2 separate regions of the Mus musculus genome follow, and region 2 is linked to region 1. A link is a contact called in public HiChIP or PLAC-seq data. All regions are on one chromosome and are shown on one strand. Each heading gives the region's core, a stretch centred on a gene start, on an enhancer-like site or on the middle of the called end of the contact. The rest is flanking DNA. Distances are from core to core; before and after follow the strand shown.

What was found. HiChIP or PLAC-seq counts read pairs in DNA pulled down with a chosen protein or histone mark.
Region 2: a contact with region 1 is called in an H3K27ac HiChIP or PLAC-seq map of regulatory T cells, with 4 times the contacts expected there. The contact joins two enhancer-like sites. A contact is called at or near these places in 7 of 39 promoter capture datasets (the 3T3-L1 cell line, 3T3-L1-derived adipocytes, the C10 cell line and 3 more), 55 of 484 Hi-C or Micro-C datasets (3T3-L1-derived adipocytes, B cells, the BV-2 cell line and 37 more), 12 of 115 datasets of contacts at active chromatin or transcription factors (CD8 T cells, the NIH/3T3 cell line, Th17 cells and 8 more) and 1 of 9 other capture datasets (liver).

What each region holds. Positions count from the first base shown.
Region 1 is chr7:83,561,782-83,568,071 of GRCm38.p6, forward strand. No RefSeq gene overlaps it. Among named protein-coding and RNA genes, the nearest start is that of Gm10610, 14 kb to the left of the region's middle. Within about 2 kb of position 3,285, at least 58 of the 459 cell types and tissues checked have an H3K27ac peak or open chromatin away from gene starts, as enhancers often do. A contact at or near this core is called in B cells, the BV-2 cell line, CD8 T cells and 6 more, where this site is marked.
Region 2 is chr7:83,656,138-83,662,427 of GRCm38.p6, forward strand. It overlaps Il16 (interleukin 16), which reads right to left. Exons shown (of 19, transcript NM_001360087.1): 12 at 4,661-5,148. Among named protein-coding and RNA genes, the nearest start is that of Stard5, 27 kb to the left of the region's middle. Within about 2 kb of position 3,389, at least 149 of the 459 cell types and tissues checked have an H3K27ac peak or open chromatin away from gene starts, as enhancers often do. A contact at or near this core is called in B cells, the BV-2 cell line, CD8 T cells and 6 more, where this site is marked.

The DNA.
Region 1 (6,290 bases), core at 2,035-4,534:
CTTGCTCTGTAGACCAGGCTGGCCTCAAACTCAAAGATTCACCTGCCTCTGCCTCCCAAATGCTGAATTAAAGGTGTATAACAACACCATTCTGCTAAAAAAATATTTTTTAAAGGCAGAATCTGAGTACTGAATGGTACTTGGAGCTCCCTGTCATTACTTCTAATTCCTTCTAGTTGACGGTGGGAAGAAGTGACTGTCCATCAATTCCCGTGGAGGACTGGCTGATTGCAGAGCCTGAGAATACAAAAGACTATTGTCCTCAGGTCCTTACATAGAATAGCATACTGTGTGTGTGCTATGCACAGACACCTTTATTCTGCCAATCATTTCTACATTACAATGTAAATGTTATGTAAATCTCATTCCCTATTGTTTGGGAATAAAAATGAGAAAAAAGTCTGTATATGTTCAGTATAAACATGACGTTTTCCAATTTTTTTTTTTATTTATAGTTATCTGAAGTCATGGTTGTAAAGCCCAAAAATGGTCAAATGCCTATTTGTATGTTAACTCTTGTGTGTAGCATAGCTATAAATATTTATATATAATAATGCTGAGTATGAGTTCACACATATATTTCGACCTTGCATTGTCCACGGAGATTTCTGGTATCTTTTCTCTGTTCCTTAACTTACAATAGTGAGCATCCTGGTTTCTGTGTCCATCACACTTAAGTTACTACTGCTTCATGTTTTTACAATAAAATCAGTCAATTTTATGCTGAAAAAATATTATGCTCATTCAAAAAATATTATTTGCCCCACTAAAGAGATGCTATAATATATTCTAATAAATTCATAAGCAATTTAAATATTTCTTATCACTGGAAACTGTTAAAACAGAACACACGAGACTAGCAAGGGACTCAAGTTCAATTCTGATCTGTTTGTTTTACTCCATCTTCTGTGTGTATGAAATCAGGACTCCAGAATCCCCCTTCTCTCAAAACATGCAGATTTTCCTTCTCTGTGTTGTGAGGCATTTTATTATATCTACTACAGTTTTCAAAATTAGTATTCTCATTCAATTTTTCATCACCGTTTTAAAATAATTTTGTAAAACTTGTGTTAGATTACTGTAGAAAATCAAAATGTTATATTTTTAACTATATTTTATTCACTTTACATTCTAATCACTGTCCCCTCCCTTACATGGTTCCTTCTCCCATCTCCCCTCCCCTTCTCCTCAGAGAGGGTGGAGTCCTCTTCTCATCCTGTCACTCTGGCCCATCAAGTCTCTGCAGGGCTAGGCACATCCTCTCCCATTACAGCCAGATAAGGCAACCAAATTAGGGGAAAGTATTCCACAGACTGGCAACTGCCTTAGAGATAGCCCCTGATCTACTTGTTCGAAAACCCACATGTAGAATGAGCTGCGCATCTGCTACATAAGTGGGGGGAACTAGGTTCAGCCTATGTATGCCCTAAAATGTTATCATTTTAAGATTATCTATTAAAATATATCTACACATGACATTAGTCACTTAAGTGTATAATTTGAAAAATTTTTGTCAAATGTTCGCATCCATGAAACTACCTCCACAGTCAAAATTAAGGACAATTTCTTCTTCTCGAGGATGTCCCCAGTATCATGAACTTCTTTACAGTCAAGCATCGTTCCTCCATTATTACTGTCAGTCAACAACATTACTTTCAGCACAATGATTAAGAACACAAATCCTGGGCTGGAGAGTTGGATCAGTGGTTAAGAGCACTGACTGTTCTTCAGGGAACCCAGGTTCTATTTCTAGCACCTACATGGTGGTTAACAATTGTCTGAAATCATGGATCCAACACCTTCTTCTGGCATCTGTGAGCACTGAATACATGTGGTGCACAGACATATAAGCAATCAAATTACCCATGCACATAAAATAAATAAATTTGAAGAAGGGGGGGGGGGTGGCTCAGTCTCCCAAGTACTTGTCAGGCAAGTGTAAAACCACCAAGTCTGGATTCCCAGCACATCAGAAGAAGCCAGGCACAGCAGTGTATGCCTGTGATGCCAGCCTCATTCACAGGGCCTTAACCAGTCAGTTTAGCTCAATCAGCAAGCTCCAAATTCAAAAAGTAAAGTGCAGAGTGATACAGGATGGTACCCTGTGTAATCTAGTCTTCACACACACATGCACACATATGGACATATATACTAACACATAACACATGCATAACCCCACATGAAGTCATTTTAAATGCAAACCACAGCAAAGAAGAGTACCAAGGGAAAAAAAAAAGATGCTGAAAAATACAGACCTTTCTTAGCTTAGTGGCAGCTGGTGAGAGCTTACCTGTGCCCTTACTGGGAAAATTTGTAAAGTAATGATGCAGTTACCTAGACTGCAATGCCATTGTAAACTAAAGTTTGTAAAACACGTGTGGGATGACTATTTACCTAGTTATTTCTAACCCTATTCAAAGCATACTTTGAATTGATAGACCATGAGGACTTTTTATTTCATATTTCAAGAATCCTATTTGTAAGCGGGATCTCACCTCTGATACTGCCTGGAGGGCCAGAGACCAGAGGCTGGGCAGCCCAGAGGACTAGCAAAAAGGAAAGAAAAAAAAAAGTCAAAGAAATGGTCACTAATCATATCCTGTTATATTCATAGATGGGACCCTAGCATAATCATCACCAGAGGCTTCTTCTAGAAACTGATGGGAGCAGATGCAGAGGCCCACAGCCAAACATTAAGCAGAGCTCAGAGAATCCTGTGAAAAAGGGAAAGGAAGGATTGTAGAAGCCAGGGTGTCAAGGACATGACCCCACAAGAAACCCCGCAGAATCAACTAACTTGGGCTCGCAGGGGCTCTCGGAGACTAAACCAATAACCAGGGATCCTACGTGGGTCTGACCTAAGCTTTCTACATATATATTACGATTGTCTACGTTGGTCTTTTGTGGGACCCCTAACAGTGGGAGTGAGGCCTGCTCTGACTCCTGCCTGCTTTGGAGCCCCTTTTCCTCCCACTGGGTTGCCTCATCCAGCCTTAACATAAGGGGAGATGCCCAGTCTTACTGTAACTCCATATGTCTGTCTGGTCGAGATCCCTGCACTCTTCTGAAGGGAAACAAAGGAGGTGTGGATCTGGGGGAGAAGAGAGGTGGGCAGGGGAGGAGACGAAGGAGGGAAACCGTGGTCGGGATGTTATATCCTATTTCTAGGAGACTCTCTTGGTTTTAAAAGGCCAGTGGCATTAAGTACACAATATTGTGTGTGGGCTGAGACTCAGCCACAGTGTAGGTCCGATCTACATGGTCTTCCGGGAGGAAATGTCATTCACCACCCACACACTGAGGCAATCTGAGGCCTGGGCGGGGCAGTCAGTTGAGAACAGCTGCCTCGCAGGCTGCAGTTAAGCATCTTCTTCAAAAAAAAAAAAAAAAATACAAAACAAAACTGATTCTAATACAAATAAACGGACACTGCACTCGCCTTGAGAAACATGACCTGAGTTTTAATTTTACTTCTTAAAATAAATTGTTAAAAAGTTAGTCATCTTATTTATGTGACCGTTTTCCCTTGTGTGTGTGTGTGTGTGTGTGTGTGTGTGTGTGTGCGTGTGTGTGTACTACGTCTATGCCTGTTGTCCACAGAGGTCTGAAGAGTGTGTTAGATCCCCTGGAACTGAGTTTGTAAATGTTTGTGACTCACCATGTGGGTGCTGACAATCCAACCCAGGTCCTCTACAGAAGCAACAACTGGCTCTTAACCACTGAACTACTTCTCCAGTCCGAACCCTGAGGTCTTTTTAGAGACCTCTTTTAATCTTTAAGTAAGGGATTTGAGTCCTGACTTTCTTGAAACTGGAATTACTTTTTCTGCTGTGTTATGAAAGTAGGTCAAAGGGTTTCTAACAGGCGCTGCTGCCTCTGTTGGGGAGACACTGAAGAATCCTTGTCCAGCTGTGAGCATCCCTGAGTCCAGGCCTGGGAAAAAAACAAAACAAACAAAAAAAAAAAAACAATTGACACACTCCGGAGAGGAGAAGAAGCCTGGAGTCACAGGATAGGTTTTCAAAAAGGGTCCAATCTAACATGGGTCTCCTAATTCTCACTCTGCCATTCAGAAAGCATTGGCCTTCCCTCTGCTCTTGCGCTCTCTCTCTCTCTCTCTCTCTCTCTCTCTCTCTCTCTCTCTCTCTCTCTCTCTCTCTCTCTCTCTCTCTCTCCATCATGCCAAAGCAAGTGGGACAGGACAGTAGAGCAAAAAGTGAGATGGAAAAGCAACTTGTTTCTCAGAACACCAAGGAAGACAGAGGAGCCCTCTTTGGATGACCCAGCACCAAGTTCAAAGGACAGGAAACGAACCCCAGCACATGCTGAGCTAGCTGTTGTGTGGACTCGTTCCCCGCAGGAGGCTCTGGCCTCCAGCCCGGGGAAGAAGTCCTGATTTTTGAATAACATGTTCAGAGAGGGCGTTCCTCATACTCATCGGTACTGAATAGAAGCCACTCCGCATCTATTATTAGTTCCAGGAAATGACCCACAAAGAATATGTCACAAATAATTACAGGAACTCTCTAACAGGAGGGATCCTTCAAAAAAGAAAGAGAATTGGTCAGTTCAGCCTTAGGAAGAGCTTGCTGTTTGCTGAGTATAAAGCCTGAGGACCAAAATGAGTTCTGATTTAGACAATGTCTACAGTAGACAGAACGTATCAGGCAGAACCACAGCCATTGTCTTCAGATAACCCTATGGGGAATTCTCCTTGGAGCCAATATACTTCTGAAACAATTAAAAAAAAAAAAACGATAATAAAACACAAGATATTTTGAACAGCGATCTCATTACCTTGAAAGTGCACTGCTTTTATTAGTTCTGTCTTTTTAAGTATATTTTTTACTTTAATTTAAAAAACCTCCCAGATAATAAAAGCACATAGTTTGTGTTTGTGTGGGGTGTGTATTCACTTATCCACATGGGTGCCTGTGTGTGCGTGAATACATGCGTGCCTTAGGGGTCAGAGATTAAGCTTTGATGTTCTATCCACTGTCTACCTTGTCTTTAAGATAAGGGCTTCATTGATGTGCCATTCACCAGGGAGACTAGATTGACTGGCAGCCCCCAGAATCTGTTTGTCACTTCCTCCAATCCTGGAGTTACAAGAACATGTCACCACCATGTCTGGCTTTTTAACATAGGTTCTGCAAAGCCAATTCAAATCCTCATGCTCTCATGGCAAAGACTTCAGTAACAGGGCCATCCCCAAGCCATTACATACATAATTAAAAAAAAAAAAGTCAAATAGAGGCTCACAAACAAACACAAGGTTACAGTCCTTTATAAAGACAGCCTGTTGACCTTTATTGTCCCTCCAGACAGTCGACACAAAGATAAATTCTCTTTTCACAGTGATGATAGTGGCGGTAGGGGTATCCTGGGCTGCCTGGTACTGGTTTGAGCATCCATTCCCAAGAGGAGTACTCAGCAGGGAGGGTGGCCCTAACCCTGGACTTACTATCCAGAAACCACTCTGGGCGCTCTAAAGACAGCACTAAAGACAGTGAGTGGCCAGTTATGGCTATAGTCCAGTGTGGGCAAAGAATGGGCTGTAAGGGGCCACCATGCTCACCGTTATACTCCCACAGACCCTTTTCTCTTCCTCCCCACAGTAGGCTGAACAATGGTCCACAAAACAGTGAGCCTTACCCTAGAAGCTGAGGAAGTTTTCTTCTAGGGCAAATATGACTTTCTAAATGTGATTAAACTGTGGGTCCTGTGATAGTGAGATTTTTCCCGGGTGATCTCCGTGGACTTGGCATGAGGGTGGGGGTGGGAGAATAGGAAGGCAATCAGAGACCTACGTGAGTTGTTACCTTGCTGGCTTTATGTAAGGAGCGGGTGTGGCAGCAGTCCCAAGATGGCGCCCAGGACTGCAGCTAAGTCTTATGACTTGCACCTGACTTCCTCATACACCTGAAAATAAGCCACGACCATCGTGAGAACTGTGCAGGTGCACCATGATGCTGGCGGTGTAAACAAGTCCATATTTGGTGGAGACATGCCCCTGCCGCCCTGATTGGCTGAAGCTGTGTGCATGGTGAGGTGGCGTGGCCTGCCGTGAGTGGAGGGGGGCTGAGAGTATTTAAGCAAACCTCCCTGGGTTCCCGGGGTCCCCATAGCAGCATTGAGACGTTCCTGCAATAAAGGCTGTTGAGAAGAATCCGACCATGTTGTGTCTTCCTTGCCGGCCGGCCGAGGTGGACGCAGCAGCTTTAGAGGTAGGGAAAGAGAACATAGGTCAGGGAGTGTGGAACGGCAGATACAGGGGTGCCGTTCAACTT
Region 2 (6,290 bases), core at 2,139-4,638, 94 kb after region 1:
AAGCCATGTGCCACCATATTGTTTTATATAGTGTTGGAAGTCAAATCCAGGCTTCTGTTCTACTAGAAAAAAACCATTCTACCAACTGAGCTCCACTCTGAGATTCTCAAGCTTAGTGCCAAGTCAGCACCCAACTTCGGGCTTCCCTCTGCAGCACCTAGGGTGACACCATACACTTATTGAAGTTTCTTTCTCTATGAGGAGGGCTGCTGTCTCGAAATTCTCCTTAAAACAGCCCTATGAGGAGCTGGATCAGATACCAAGTATCCACCTACTATTTAGGTAGAGTTACCACAAAGCCAGAGTGAGCTTCAGGACCAAGAGGTCCAGAGTCAGCAGAGGGCAAATTGAACCTCAGTAGCACAGAAGACTTGCTAGAGAAATGCTTGGCATCTGGTTCTAGAGCAAAGCTGAGACTTCCCTAGGCAACCATGCATGACAGCAAGCATAGTGTCCTCTAGAAGAAAAGGCAAAGCCAGGGCCCCATTCAGGTGATGCTTCTGATGTATTCATGTGTGGAAGAGAAATATTTTACTGTGCTGGGGTGGCTCTCAAGTCCTGCGCATTCGGGAGTCACCTCTGTGAGGTGACTGCCATCCATATCTACAGATTGTTGGATGATTTTACAGAGAAGCATATCCAATGCCATCAAACCATCTTAGAAAAGACCTTAGTGTATGTCTGTGGTGGTTTGATTGAGAATGGCCTCCAAGGCTCATATATTTGAATTCTTGTTCCCCAGTTGGTGCAGTTGTTTAGGAAGGATTAGGAGGTGTGGCCTTGTTAGAGGAAGTATATCACTGGAGGTGGGCTTTGAGGTTTAAAAAGCCCACACCATTCCAATCCACCCTCCTCTACTGCATTGTTGTCTCAACATGTAAGCTCTCAGCTACTGTTCCAGCACCAGGCCTGCCTACTGACATTCTCCTCGCCATTATGGTCATGGACTCTGACCCTTTGTAATTGTAAGCCTAATAAGCTCTTTGTTCTCTATAAGCTGCCTTGATTGTGGTGTCTCTTTACAATAATAGAAAAGTAACTAAAGCAATATCTGTGTGTCTGTCTCACTTTTCTTTTTTTAAATGAACTTTGCTTTGTTTTGTTTTTTATTTTAAAAAACTTACAAAGAAATAAAAAAAAAATCACACTCTAGAATTAACCAGACTCAAAGGCTATACAACTTATATACAATTCGAATTGGGCTTTGAAATGAAAGCCGTGAAGCTTCATATTAAATTTTACATTTCCAGGGTCAGATATAATGTATGTACTTATTTGCCACTCAAAGCAGAAAAATCCACGATCACATGATCACTACAACTTTCCATCCCCTTTCCAACTTGTTCTCACCACCTGCATCCAATCCTTCCTTGTCCCTTATACTCAGCTTTCCTCTTTCTGTCTTTGTGTGATATATCAACACATTTGTTTACATGTGTATATATAGTATTGGCTAAATCCAACATGCTCTCATATAAACATGTGCTTTACTTCTGAGACTCTATGGCTTGGGTTAATAGTATACATTCTATGTCATCTGTTTTCCTGAAAAAACTTTTTTTCTGATTTTTTTTATTTAACTTTTCTTTAGAGCAGAGAAATATTCCATTTTGTGGCTATCCCTTTCTTCTCTTCTCTTCTCTTCTCTTCTCTTCTCTTCTCTTCTCTTCTCCTCTCCTCTCCTCTTCTCTTCTCTTCCTTTTTCTCTCCTTTTTCTTCCTCATGTGTACTTGTATGTATGTGTCCTTGTTCCTGTGAGTATATGGGTGTAGAGGCCAAAGGGACTTCAGGTGTTGTTCCTCAGAAACTACATACCTGTGTTTTGAGATGGTCACTCGCTGGTTCAGAGTGCCCCAAATAGGCAAAGCTGGCTGGCTACCAGCCCCAGGGATTTGCCTGCCTCTGCCTTTCCATGTTGGTCTTGTGATGTTGTTTTTGATGTGGGTTCTTGGACTGGGCCAGGACCTTATGGTTCTCTGGAGCTCCTTTATTGATTAGTTGTCTTCTCAGAACCCACATTTTACCTTTTAATCAACACCTCTTACGTTGCATTATCTTTGGAAAAGGTCTTTTAAATTAATCCCAAACTTAATTTGATTTCTACACAAAATTTATTCAGGCAAATGTTCCCTGGCTCAGCACTTGGTGAATGAGGGGAGAGGGAGGAGGTAAGGCAAGAGGATGAGAGATGGGGACTAATCAGAGAATACAAAATCATTTTCTTAAATGTGAGTGGTATTTTAAGACAGTGTGGGTGCCCACAGAGCTCCCACAGAGGCCGGATTGGGCATCAGATCCACAGGAACTGGAGTTACCGGTGATTACTAGCCTCCGTGTAAGTGCGGGAATGGAGCTTGGATCTTTTAGAAGAGCAGCCAGTGATCCTGAGTCATCTCTCCAGGTTCATGGGAAGTATCTTGAAGGTCATTTGGGTACAGGAAATTGGGTTACCTTCAGTTACATTAAATGTAACCTGTCGTACATATCTGCTTGAGAAGGGTCTTAGGACCCTAGAGAGAAAAGACTACAGACAGAAACAAGAGAAGAAGGTAGGAAAAAAGAAGGGAAGAGGGAGAAAAGGGAGAGAGAAGAAGGGTTGAAAATGGAATCACAGGCAATAAGATCCATTGAGAAAGGTCTGGGAGTGGCCAAGGCTGTTAAGAATGGTGTAGAAGGTCAACTGCTTCCTGTTTTCTGTCAGACTAGAAGCCTGTCTTTGTGATCTCTCTGCCAGCACAACAATGCTCTGTTGGTTGAGTGAATAAGTTACAGAAGGGTCTACTGGCCATGTGGGATGATGCAGAGAGGACAAAAGAGCAGCCACAGAACGGCCTTTGTGTTAGTGTGGACCATATTGCTGGTGTGAACAGGGAAGGAAGCCAAAGGCAGGGCAGATTGCTCAAGATGTGGGATGCTGAACAGAGAAATCAGAGAGAGAGATAGAGAGAGAGAGAGAGAGAGAGAGAGAGAGAGAGAGAGAGAGAGAGAGAGAGAGAGAGAGTGCACATGCTCGCACATACATGTGTTTATATTTGTCTGTGTGCTGTCTTAAATACCTTGGCTCCTTGCCTGGCCTTCCCTACAGAACACCTGCTTCCTCCCCTGGCTGTCTTACTTGGCAATGCTCCTTGCCCGACATGTGGCCCCACCCAATCAGGAAGCCAAAGAGATTCATCAAGGCACCTGTTCTCCTTTCCTGGGTCTGCAGGAGGAAAGCAAAATGTCTACCCTTTCAACATTTCCTTCTGGTTTGCCTTCTAGATTCTGCCTCAGATCCAAATGAAGTGTTTGCTGAAGGGGGAGTCAGGGAAACACATTCACAGGATACCCCGCCCTCTCTGGTTGCTAGTCAGCCCGGCACGTTCAGCTGCCTGAAAGTCTGTACTTCCTGTTTGGTAACACAGCTCCTCCTTCACTGTGTCTTCACCAAGGAACTCAAGAATTTCCTTCCCCATCCACCTCACTGAAGCTTGTCAATGGGCAGTTTGACAAATCTCCTGCTTTCTTCTAGGGGATTTCCAGAGGCCTTACTTCACCCCTAGCAGCCTTCACTGCACGCCTCAGCAACACAAACTTAAGTAAGTTCTTCTTCTGTGAAACTGGGAATCTCACCCTCAGACCCGGGGAAGGATGAACTAAAACAACGTGCGTGAACATATCTAGCATAATGCCTATGGTGGTTTGAGTAGGGACAGCCCTCATAGAGTTGTGTGTTTAAGTGCTTGGCCAATAGGCACTGGCACTAGTAGGGAGTGTGGCTTTGTTAGAGTAGTTGTGGCTTTGTTGGAGGAAGTATGTCACTGTGGAGGCGGGCTTTGAGGTCTTATATGCTCAAGCTATGCCCAGTGTGGCAGTCTCCTTCTGCCTGTAGATCAAGATGTAAAACAAAGCCCCTCCAGAACCATGTCTGCCTACCTGATGTCATGTTTTCCACAATGACAGTAATAGATTAAACCTCTGAAATTGTAAGTCCAATTAAACGTCCTTTATAAGAGTTGCCATGGTCTTGGTGGCTCTTCACAGTAATAGAAACCCTAAAACAGTGTCCTTTGTTGAAAGGGCTCAAGTTTCAGCAGCTGCCTTCCTGTCTACCTACCATCCTTTGGGTGTAAAGCTAGAGGAAGAAGCTCCAAGAGAAGTTATGGTGCTGGAGTCTTCAATATACGGAAGGGAAGATCTAAGTCTCACAACAGCCTGTAGAGGGAGCCACTCAAAAAGCCCAAAGTAGCAGCTAAGGACACCTAGACTTAGAGAGGATGGTTTCCGAGTCTCCCCACCTCCAGAAGGCAAAGTTAATTTCTCGCGAACATCTTGTACTCCCACAAGCAATCATTCTCCCTCTGCTTTAGCTATTGGGGTGACTACTTGTGGTTAGCAGAGCATCTCAGATTCCTGGACTCAGCCTCCCCACCACAAAGTAACCCTGCTGCTGATACACCAGCGCGTGAGCCATGTGACCCGCGAGTGTTACTGCCAACAGTTGGCAGGCCCGGAACTTCCGGTTTGGTTCTGCGAAGCTTCATATGTCTCTGCACAGTGAGCTTAAAGAGAGTGCTTCTCTATGCCAGAGTACAGGAAGCCTGCAGACATTTCTAATGCTCAAGGGCAGCAGCTTTGCATGTTGCAGGGGACACACGTCCCACTGAGCACACCCTCCTACCTGGCTGCAGGTGGGCAAGGTGTGCCCAGAAGGGTCTGTGACCTTCTCTTTCTCCTCCAGTTTCTTCTGAGGCTCGCTGTCATTTTTAAAGTATTTTCTGGGTGGAGGCTTGGGTTTGGAGGATGTCGGCTTTCTCACCAAAATCTCAAAAGATTTCTTCAGTCTCAGTGGTGGGTGGCTCTCTCTTTCCAAGCTCTCAGGAAGGGGTGGGCTCTCCTGCTGAGGCCTGGATGGGACCCCTGGGCACGGCTCTTGCTCCTCCCCTGGGGACAGGCTGGGACTGTGTGTGCTGCCTTCCCTCTCAGAAGGCTGTGGCTCCGCACCTGCACTGCAGGGACTTCCCCCTGGTGACCCAGACATGTAGCTGCTGTCACTGCTGGATCGGACCATGATCTTCTGGGCCCTTCGATGTGGGGGCGCTGAGTGCTTCTCACGTTCTTTCTCCAAGGTAGGCCGCCCATGCCAGCTGCTCTCCAGCCTTTTGACACCTGCATGGTAAGCACAAGGAAACATTCAAACTGAGCCTCAAAAGACCAGGTGGACCACAGGCAGCACCCTGTGCATCCAACTGCTCTAGTAGAAGACTCGTAGCCTGGGTAGCCTTGGGTTCAGACTCCGATGAGTTTTCTAACGTTGAGTTAAGAGCATCATTCAACCTTTCTGAGCCTGCATGTGACAGCCACAGGGACACACCACTCATACCACACAGCATTACTATTCATGCAAGAGCTCAGTGCCCCAATTGTGGGAAGACTGGTGAGCTACCATGCCAATGTGGGAGGGATTTTAGTTTCAGGGTCTGGTGGAGGTGAGGGCAGTTTATACAGATCTACCCATTCCTGCCAACTCATTCTGACTTGAGTAGATCATGCTAGCTGCAGAGCCCCAGCACTGTCTGATCTCAGTTCCACCAAACTCTACTCCTCTATTAAACTCCCTCTATAGGAGCAGATCCCAAGGAAATCTAAATTATATCTTATGTGCTACGCGCTATCTGGGATGAGCCTAACACTCCACTTCTGCTTGTGTGAAAGGAGCTGCAGTTCTACCTGCTAAGCTCTCTTTGAAGTTCAAGAGCAAAGAAAGAAAACATTTGGAGGTGCTTTGAACCTTACACCTGAAGGGGTACCATCTTCCAACAAAAGAGGGGCAGATGCAGCCCGCCTGCCTCCCTTCCTTTCTTACTCCACACCCATGGTTTCCTGAACAGTGGCATTGGCACATCTCTAAGATGCTTTCTAGTTCTTCCTAGTGACAAATGGTCACAGGTACCCCTTTCTTGAAGCTGCAACTCAAGGCAATGGGAGCCACAGAGACCTAGTGACTTATGGATTCATTCAGTAGAACCAGGAGAGCTAAAGGGACCCTTATGAGAAAACATCAAAGTGAGTGAGACTCCAGTCCAAACACACTTTAAAGGAAAAGCTTTTGCTCTATCTTGGTCACAGAATAACACATCTTTATTTGAGAGACCTAAATCACTGAAGGAAGGCATAAAAGCTAACATCCCCCTGCATCTGATCATCTTCTCCTCTTCCACTATTAAGAACAGCGAGTGACAGTGTTGGGGATGGGAGGGATTCCCTGTCACTCCCCTGTGCTTCTGTGCATATGGGATGTGTAGAGCCCT